2 separate regions of the Rattus norvegicus genome follow, and region 2 is linked to region 1. The links are chromatin contacts, called in public Hi-C maps. All regions are on one chromosome and are shown on one strand. The core of a region is the stretch at or near the end of the contact, and the rest is flanking DNA. Distances in the headings are between cores, read along the strand shown. Region 1 holds the start of Etl4 (enhancer trap locus 4). Region 2 overlaps Etl4 (enhancer trap locus 4).

Region 1 (5,204 bases), core at 1,102-3,601:
TAACAGACTCAAGACTCTACGTTTGGGTTCCAAATTAATTAATTTAAATTAATTTAATTAAAGAAAAGGCAAGTCCAATTTGCTAGCGGCAGCCTCACCTCCTGTGAAGTAGAAGCTAAAGACCTTCCCACAGTTCCACAAGGCCTCCATAATCTGGCCTGGGCTGACCTCTCAACCTGTTCCTCATCCATCTTCCCCCCAAGTTCCTGCTCTCCCCTCTCCGCCTATACTTTTGGTTTATTCTCATCTCTGCCCATCTCTGAGAAATCCTGGTGGTTTCACCGCCACTCCCTCGTTCCTGCCTTATTTTCCCCTCTAGCCTTATTTTTAGCTAATAGAATCACCACAGAAAGCACAGGATCTCCGGTAAAATTTGAAGCTGTGGGAAATAAAACATTTTTTAGCATATCCCACGCTATTAATATATAAGAAATACATATGCTTTAAAAAATAACTCATTGTTTATCTGAAACTCAAAGTTAACTTTGTATTTTTCTTGACTAAATCCAGCACCCCAGACATCCAATGCGCTCTCTATTTTGCTTATGTCTTCATTGTTTTCCTATCCCTGCCCCACCCAAACTTGGCCTTCAACATCAATCAATGAAGGGGAGTATTTTTCAGTCTGCTTTGCCTCGCTGGATCCCCAGCGGTTGGAATGGTGACTGCTGTATAACACAAGCTCAATATTCGTGGAGCAGATGAGTAAGTGAAGGGAGCCAAACATCTGACCACCCCAACCTGGGAAACATCAATGGCTTACTCCGGTTGTTTCTGGTCCCAAACTAAATGTCTCCTCTAGAATCTGAGTAGTTTCTTTCAGGACAGGCCCAGAGGTTGGATTCCTGCTGTAGGAACCGTCCTATCAAAAGAGAGCAAGTCGGGGGCCTTTCCCAGGCTGGAGGCCACCAGCCCTCAAACTGTGCTCAGACAAGTGGACTGCCCTCTCAGGGCTCAGGAGTTCATTGAACATTTAGGAGGCAGGCTTCCTTTTCAGTTCGCTGGGGGATTTTTCTCTCCTAATTGTATTTTCTTCTGTCTGGCTTGGCTTTGCATTTTCAGTGTGGATGAGTCATGTGCTACTTCCTTTTTCATTTTAAAAAACACACACCTTTTCCCTTGTGCACAATCCCCACTCCCACGCGCTGCTGTGCACAGTCCTGCACATCTTTGTGTTACTAACTGGCCCTTCCATGAACCTGGACGGGTAGGGCGCGGCGGTTCGAGATTGTGCGGTAGGTGCCCGGACAGCCTGCAATGAGAGGGGCTGAGGGGCGCTGGCATCACAGTCTGCAGCCACCCACCCTCCCGGCAAGATTTATTTGGAACTATATAAGGTTCTGGAAATTCCCAACGGAAAAGCCAAGTCTATTATAAACACAATGTAGAAAAGAAACTGCCTGGAGAAAATACAGAAAAACTGTTTTAAGAACTCCCAACTTTTGCATTTAAGCAGAAAGCCCTAGAGTTCTATCTATCATCTAGATGCCCAAGTACTCCCCAGCCGTTCGGATCTGCAAAATAAAAACATCCTTAAACTCCAATTTAACTCCAAAGCACTGCAAAACTTTGCAGCCCGCAAGAAACTGCCCCCATGGAAACTCCTAACCAATGAATGGAACCGCTGCGCCCCGGAGGTAGGTGCAAAATTGTCTTTCCGAGCCTTCCGAAGCACCGGGAAATTATCAAATCGCTGCTGGGCGATTCATTTGTCATTGCTTAGAGATTCCCGCACCAAGTGCTTGCTCACTGTTCGACCAGTTTGACACCATACACCACCTCTTCACCGACTTTAGGAAGATCTCACAAGAGATAAAGTAGAGCCAAGAAAACCACAGCTCTGGGCTCAGTTTGAAAGTACACCCCACCCCCTCGCCCAACACACACACACACACACACACACACACACACACACACACACACACACACACACACACACACACACACACACCAAGAAATAGACTTTTCCTGGCGCCAGGCGCCGGCTCTCCAGCTCTAAGCAGCGTGCGTGTAACTCCAGCTTTGAGGACTGTTACTTACGGGGCATCTGTCTGCTGTCTGCAGAGGGAGGCAGGTTCGGCTCACATTTCTGGCCTTCGCTTTCTTCCATTGTCCCTGCCGGCCGGCCAGGCTTCTCCCTCTGGAAACTTCAGAGCGCAGTTCGGAAAGCTCGCAGAAAGCGCTTGGAAGGGGGCCCGGGGGTGGGGCGGAGGGGACCGGCGAAACCCCACCCCAACTAGTCTCCACTCCGGTGCAAAGTCTCCCTCGCCCGGGAAGACCGCATTCCAGCGCCCGGCCTCCCTCCGCCCGGGTCTCCGAGCGTCCGCCACCCGCCTGCTGTCGCCCGGACTAGGGGCTGTGCCTTGGAGGCGGCGGCTGTCCCCGCCTCTGCCGCCCAACAGGTGACGGCTCTGCTGACCCAGGACGCAGCCTGCTGGGTTTCCCGGGACTCGCAGCTTAGGGACGCAGGAACTGCAGTTGCAAGCCAGGCCCAACCCTCCTGAAACCCAGGAGCCCAACAGGCCCCCCAGATTGACTAAGTAATAAGGAGAGAACTACTGAATCCCGAAAAGTTATGGGAAATCTCTTTAAAAGTTTTTTTTTTTAAAGGAAAGTATATACTAAATGTTGCGAAATAAACACTTTACACACGAACTCTGTAGGGGACTAATTAGCATCTCTAAAGAAGTATTGTAATCTTCTCTAGTCAACTTCAATCGCTTTCTTACCTGGACTTTAACCTCTGAATTTTAAACCCTTGTTTTCTTTATTCACCTTCACTTTCTTGGACTTCTTGTGCTCCCAACACACACACACACACACACACACACACACACACACACACATACACACACATACACACACACACACATACACACACACACCATCCATACACACAAACACTCCTCTTGATCACAAACCTGAAAGCCACCTACTAAATCAACCTTCTGAGTCTCTCAAGTTAATTACTTTAAAACATCTGAGAGGCAATTAAAATGTTTTTCTTTGGATGGGCAGAATTACATCCGACGGACTTGTTCTCCTTTTAAACAAACCTACAAATATTTATTTTGTCCACTACCCAGTCCTTGGAAATCTGGCAAAGTTCCCAGAAAGTGAAAATAGGAGGCACCATGTCCACACACAAAAAAGGATGGGAAAAGAATCCACGCAGCATTTGCCCCGGCTCTTTTAGAGATCTGAAGAGAATCCAATAGCTAACGGTGACATTTTAATCTACAGCCCCAAATCATCTCAGAGGGAGAGGACAATGGTCATCTTGCCTGCCATACCTTGACCCAATTTGCTGCCCATTCCAGCAGGACTGGACATTGATTAGAACAGGAATGTGTGCAGGACAATGGCTGGCCTCTGGACCAGATTATGACCTTGAGTCACCTGTGTGTCTTGGCAGCAGTTAGGGACATAGTTTGGCCATTTTGAACATAAAAAATGCGGAAGTCTCTAAAAGACAAAAAGTGTGCCACAAGTTAAGGTATGAACAGCACCCATATTGGGGGACGAGCCCCTCATTTTCTAATAGGATTTTTCTGGAAATCCTAGACAATGTGGAGGTCCTGTAGAAAACTCAAGCAGTATCCTGGCAGGGGGAATACAAACAGTGGGTTTATTTTGTATTGAAGGATTTATTTTTATTTTATGTGTATGGGTGTTTTGTGTACACATAGGTATATGCACCACATTGGTGCAGTGCCCACAAAGCCCGAAGAGGGTGTTGGTCCTCTCTAACTGGTGTTAGATGGTTGTGAGACATCACGTGGGTGTTGGGAGTGAGACCTGGGTCCCCTGAAAGAGCAACAAGTACTCTTACCTGTTGAGTCATCTCTCCAGCTCCAAGGAGCAGGTTTACACGGCAAATAACTAGAAGTTTCCATGACCTTGCAGTCACAGCCGATGACCTTAGTCAAGGAAGTCATGAAGTACAGCTACCCCCTCACTCCTGGTATTTATTTAGGTCCAAGAATTCACAGAGGGGGACCCACTTGGTGGTACAGGCTTATACTCCCCAGCAACTGAGGCAGCAAGATGGTAAATTCAAGGCTTCCATTTGCTACAGAGTGAGCTCAAAGCCCTCTTGAGCAACTGAGTGATAACCAGGTTTTGAAAGCACAGGGAGTAGGGGTGTAGCTCAGTGGTAGAACATTTGCCCAGCAGGTTCAAAAGCCGGTTTGAATGGAAGCACCACAAACAAAACAAAACAACAAACAAACAAACAACAACAACAACAACAATGAAAAAACCCACAAAACCTTAACAAAGTAAGAGTCTGCTGCATTCAGGCTTCTGGCTGGATTGTTCTTGCTGTCTTTCTGTGTGTATTTATGTGCTTGGATATGTGACTGTGCATGTCTCACATGCCCGGAGGTCAGAAGAGGACGCTCAATGTTTTCCTTCACTACTTTCCACCTTATTCCCATTGAGTCGGGTCTCTTCCTAACCTAGGTTTTTGGCTAGGCTGCTAGTCAGCAGACCTCCTTGTTACTGTTCTCCTCAAACCTGGGCTTACCGGCAAGCACAGGGGGCCCAACTTGGTATGTGCAGGATGAGATACAAACCCCCAGTCCTCACGATTGTATAGCAAGTGCTTTTAGCTGCTAACGCATCTCTCCAACCCCCTCAAGTCATAGATAACTTTTCAAGTTATCAATGCCACTGGGATGAGCAGTAAGCTGAGACAGGAGGCTAAGGGCTTTGAGACTACCAGGACTGTTGCCCTGTGGAAACAGCCAGCCCCATCTGAGCAGCTCTTGTCTGTCACTGGACACAGTATAGGAACAAGCCTTCATGACGAGGGTAGTGACATCAGGCCACTGCAGCCAGTCGACAGGGACCTTCCCTTCAATTGCATTCAGCTAGGACAGATCCATCTGAGGATAGGAATGATGTCACCACCCTCCTGGTGCTGAGCGCAAAGCAATGGAGCCATTTTTGGTCCTCTGTAGATCCCTAGATGGGCCAGAGGAAATTCTTCCATACTCAGGACTCAGGAGCTCCAGGCGCCCAAGGAACCCCTCTACTGATCAAATACCTCTGATACTCACCTTCTCTCTCATGGGAAAAGCAGGCTACTGCTACCTCTGTAGATACCCCAGCTATCCTGCACAGGATGGATAAGAGGATGAGAAAGACAGTGAACTTACATCACCAAAGACCGTGGCCCACACACATAGTGATGGTGAAAT
Region 2 (5,204 bases), core at 1,347-3,846, 81 kb before region 1:
CAATAAAGCAACAGTGAACTGGAATGCTTAAAAACATTCAAACGCTGGAGAAGCCCACAGAAGCGGCCATTAGGACAACCATACAGCATACGTCTTGCTGGCTGTGGTGGTACAATACCTTTCATTTTAGCACTTGGGAGGCAAAGGCAAGTGGATGTTTGTGAGTTTGAGGCCAACCAGGTTTACACAGTGAGGTCCAGTCCAGCTTGGGCTCATTAACGAAACTGGATTCTTTCACAGGTCCACTGCCACTCAACTGAATCCACAAAGCTGCAAGCCAAAATTAAGCTTTTCATAGACGTTGATTATCTCAGGCATTTGTTACAGAAACAAAGCTGACTACCGCACTGGGACTGCAGCCTTAGTGTAGGGAATTATTCCAGTATATAGAGGAAGCTCCCCCTCCCCCTTTCCTACAACTGTAGCTGTTAGTAGGTAGAAAAGTGATGGTTGTGGTAGAACAAGCAAACAAACAAATGTTTACGGGCTCCTCAGTTGACCTGGGAAAGACAAAGCCCCACCTAAGAGGCTTTAGGAAGCCGGTGTCATTTGGTGGAAGGGTCTCCTACAGGCAAAACAAGATGTCAGGGGATGCTAACAAATTGTTTATAAGAGGAATCCCATCTACAGCTGCCTGTGAATGTCATCATAAACCTATCAACATGGGGACTGAGTGCAGCACCGTGGGAGGATGCTAGCTACTATGCTTAACACTCTGGGTTTGATTCCCAGCACCACCAAAAAAAAAAAAAAAAAGTACTTGGATATGGGTCAACAAGATGGCTCAGTGGTACAGGCGCTTGCCACAAAAGTATTGACCTGAGGTTGATTCCCCAGCATGGTGGAAAGAGATAATCAACTTCTAAAAGTTTTCTTCTAGCCTCCACATGTACACTGTGGCAAGAACATGCCCATGACAACAGCACACTTCTTTCTCTCCCTCCATGTCCCCACAGCCACAAACAAGTAAACTTGAAAAATAAAAATAAGTACCCGAATCTGAGAACCTGCATCCAAGACCCAGCCCTAAGAAATCATGGCTCTGCCAATGACGGTGATAGCCAATGAAATAGAGTCTTTATTTTCCATTTCCAAAGAGCTACACAACAGAGGATTATATACGTCATGATTTTTAGCAATCTCTGCATCTCTGTGACATGTGCTCTAACGACACTATCTGTAATATCCATTCTCACTTTGACAGGACAGCAGAGGCAAGAATCAGGGCAGCTATGAAGGCCACACGGTAGAAAGTGGCAAGAGGAGTGTCCGACAATAGTGTGTCGAGCCCCAAAACAGCGTACTGCATCCTACCATGACTTCTCTCTACAATCACCAACACCGAGCTCCCCCCTCAGCTTCCTGACCCCTGGAAGATGATTCTTCCTAATTCTTACATTCATTAAGCTGAAGTCTTTACCCAGTAGCTTTTGACAAGGACTAATGAGGCTGTCTAGGCAGAGCACTCTCAAACCTTCAACCCCAATGCCTCCCTATTCCCTGAGACATAGTTAATTAAAAAAAAAAAAAACCTTCACACTTAAAATTTAAAAAATCATTATAACCTGTTATATAAATAAAAACACAGGTATGTAATAGCAGCACACAGCTGTAATCCTAGCATTCAGAAGTGCTCTGCAGGATCAGGAGTTTAAGGTCATCCTTAGCTCTGTCCGCATTTGTAGCTAATGACGCCCTGCCTCCAAGCACATACACACATAAAGGAAAAACAAAAGACAGAAATTATGCACACTAAGATACATTTCGTGTGTAATTTCTCAGGTTTAGCAGCACAACACAAGATATAAGAAGACAGGCTAGTTTTGTGGTGTACACCAATGTCTTAGCACTTCAGACAGAACCTGGGGGCTCTTAAGTTTGAGGCCAGTCTGAGCTATATACTTAAATTCCATACCAGCCACAACTCCATAGTAAGACCCTATCTCAGAACAAACAGATTAAAAAAAAAAAAAAAGCAAACATTTTCATATGACATCGTCCTACGTGCACACTGGTGTAAGCAGAGATGTTTTTATCTTAAAATAAAAGTGAATATATAAAGTTCTAAAAAAAAAAAAAAAAACCACACCGGAAAACACTCTGTGCCAGCTGTGTCCTTGGGAACTTCAGCAATATTTAGCATGGTTTTGTTTACATAAAAACATATTGAAGGTACACTACCTTTCTTTGTCTCTTGTCACAATATAAATGCATAAATAAGCTTCTTCTTTTAGCTTTCCACTAGTGTGTGTTTGTATATACATATATATGTATACACATACAAACTCTATGCACACAAATACATACATCTATATAATAGTATTAATATTAGAATCTCCAAAATGCCTGGCCAAACATTCTGAAATCCTGGCCTCACACGGACAGTTCAGATCTTCATACTGTGAGACCCTTTGTGTCCCTGGCCTGTGCACACAAAATGTCACTGTCCCCATTACTCTTATAAGCAAAGGGACCCCATGAATTCCCACAATGCAGCACAGTGGCTGGCACTTTTCCTCTAGCATCATCCAGGCTGAGGCAGGCACTTGCCTCACATTTCATGTTTCTCCGGCTCCTGTTTCGCTCCCAGACAGCTAGGAAGACTTCGCTGTCAAATTCTCTCCTGTTTTGAGAATCCAAGCATGCTGCAGTGTCAACTCCTTCTGTGGTTATTAGCCAAGATGTGTGAGCTGGAATTCTCAGCTTTTGACGCTGTGACAGAGAACATCCCCCTAACCTTTGCGTCTTCCTTGCCACTTAGTCCCAATATTGGAAGATGATCCAATGAGGCACGCGTTGTGTTTACTCTTAGAGGAGACAGTCGGGGGTTACGCTCATAATCTATAACTGGGAACAATTAACTCTCTTTCTCTCTATTCTTGTTCATGTCAAAAATACTTGCATGAAAATGACAATGGAGGCTGGGAGGTGACGTGAAATTAACAAATCTGGGATACTAAAGTCAAAGAAGGGGCTACAGTTTTCTAAAACTGCAAAGAGTGAGTATGACTGATTATGAACTACTGTTCTAACTCAGAGAACAATCTCGATGTAACTCATTCGTTAGTTACCCAGGAGACATTGCGGTTTCACGGCGCACAGGAGGGGGTTCTGTGCTATGTGCACATAAACTTTCGATTCCTATGAACCATAATCACCTAAGAGCTTTGTTCAGGTTGAATCTGGGCTCAGCTATTCTAATATGGAGACTGGGAGCATACATTTCTAATCTTGGGGCTCAGAGCCCCCAAACTTTAGCATGCTGAGTACTTTGAACAAAAGACAGTCTTTTGAGTCAACCTCAGAACCAGAGATTTTTCTGACCTTCTGCTTCCAACCCCTGCAGGGATCTCTCTCTCGATGAAGTTCCCATAGTTGAGGCTCCTCCAAAATGAACACAATGGCCTTCACTCCCTTCCATAACATGTCTTCCAATAGTCAGGATTCACTTCACAGCCAGAAACAAAGGCCACCCACCACGCCCAGGCAGACTTTTCATTGTTTTTCTGGCCAACTTAATTTGGGCTCATTCACACACTACTGTCTATCTAGTCTTTGGAGGCTCACCCAACATCCTAAAAATATCCTTTATTAACTCTTGAAACCACTCACAACTCATCTCCATTCCTCACTTCCCTGCGAAGAGGATATTGAGTTACGGGTTTTTGAAAGACTTTCGTGCTCATGGGCACATTACCTTGTGTTTTGCTTGTTAATAACCTGTTATCATTTATGTCAGCAGACGAAAACAGGGACCCTTCAAATGGGGAAGGGCATCTCCCTCCTTTATGAAGCTCCAGGACACGCTGTCAGCAGACAATGTCTTGAATAACCAAAAACTTTAGGGAGCAAAACAATGAAGGTTGAACCCCAATTTCATAGAACTTTACGGTTCATAAGGCAATGCCTTCCTTTCAAACCAAACGGAAGAGATTGTGGATCCATGGAGGAGAGCTTACCAAATATATGCAGGGCCCTGGTTTCGCTGTAAAATATAATTAATACACAATAAAATATAGAATAATGCAGGAGGGAAAGCGTTTTTTGAGACCCAAGAAGTACTGTTAAGCCAGGAGAATAGTTAGCTCTCTGGGAAGATACAGTGACAAAGGTGGCCTTGAGACTGACATCATAGTGAACCCAGAGAGCTAGCCATAGAGCAAGACAGGGAACATGTGCCTGGATAGGGATCGGGGACGAAACGGGGACAAAGTTCAAGAGTGGCTGCGCAAGTGAAGAGAGAGATGCCTCATATAAATGGATGATGGCAGAGGTGAGGAGAAAATGGTGGGAGTCACTGGCATAAGGACCATTGAAGAAGCACGCCAATACTCAAGTCAGGATGTTTAGAACTCAGATCCAGAACCATTCTCAGAGCAGTAGGAGGGACAGGCTCAGAAGAGAGAAGAGAGGCCTCTGAGTCAATAAAGAGGCCATTGTGACAGTCCGCAGAAAGGAAGGCCTGGAATGGAGACGAACATGTATGTAACTAGGATAGGCAAAGTGGAAACATCCACACTACATCCCCTCTGCTGGACTCTAGGGAATAAGGCACCAACCACACCCTCCTGCCCTGACAAGGCTGTGAGAACGTCTTTAAATGACCGAGAAAGCTTTTATAAACGAACAGTTGTAATCCTCTTGGAAGGCTCATCTAAGCAATAGAGAAAATAACTGAAAGACACATTTGGTTTTTTGTCCAGACACTTGAGATTTTATGTATTATTGACACGTGTATTGTGCATGCAAGTGCATACATCACATGGAGTACCACAGGGATTAAACTCAGGTCCCAGTGAGGTTAACCCCTGAGCGTCTCAGCAACCCTGTGCACTTAAGAGCTTAGTTTGCTGTCAATGAGTAGAGCGATTCAAATGGTGACCCTGCATTCTTAGAAGAGATGGTATTAGTGTATCAACCTTTATTCCAAATCGTGGTAGCATGCTTGGTTTGGGTCACTCCAGGGGTACAGTTCCAGAGAAGAGAATCTAACTTTGAAATAAGTGAGATGAAAAACTCCAAAACACCAGTTTACAGAAAAGAAAACGCAACATTTATGAAGTCCCTTTCCTCCTTCCGTCCCTTGGGCTACTAACAACATCCAGTGTTCAGAACTCTCAACACTGTCTACCTCAGCTGTACCTTAGTAGGTTTTCCTAATGCAAACAGGGGTACAATGGGCTCCCCATTTCTGGAGTCCCCAC

The links. A called contact is a pair of places that touch in the nucleus more often than the background predicts.
Region 2: a Hi-C map of psoas muscle shows a contact between it and region 1, with 1.7 times the contacts expected there. The contact joins the enhancer-like site here to the promoter of Etl4 in region 1. A contact is called at or near these places in 2 of 12 Hi-C or Micro-C datasets (hepatocytes and psoas muscle).

The regions. Positions count from the first base shown.
Region 1 is chr17:87,916,953-87,922,156 of GRCr8, reverse strand. Etl4 (enhancer trap locus 4) reads right to left here and starts at 2,351. Exons shown (of 21, transcript NM_001427790.1): 1 at 2,041-2,351. The coding sequence starts at 2,110.
Region 2 is chr17:87,998,438-88,003,641 of GRCr8, reverse strand. All of the region lies in intron 2 of Etl4 (enhancer trap locus 4), which reads right to left. It also overlaps the pseudogene LOC134482760. Among named protein-coding and RNA genes, the nearest start is that of Etl4, 81 kb to the right of the region's middle. Within about 2 kb of position 2,596, at least 1 of the 93 cell types and tissues checked has an H3K27ac peak or open chromatin away from gene starts, as enhancers often do.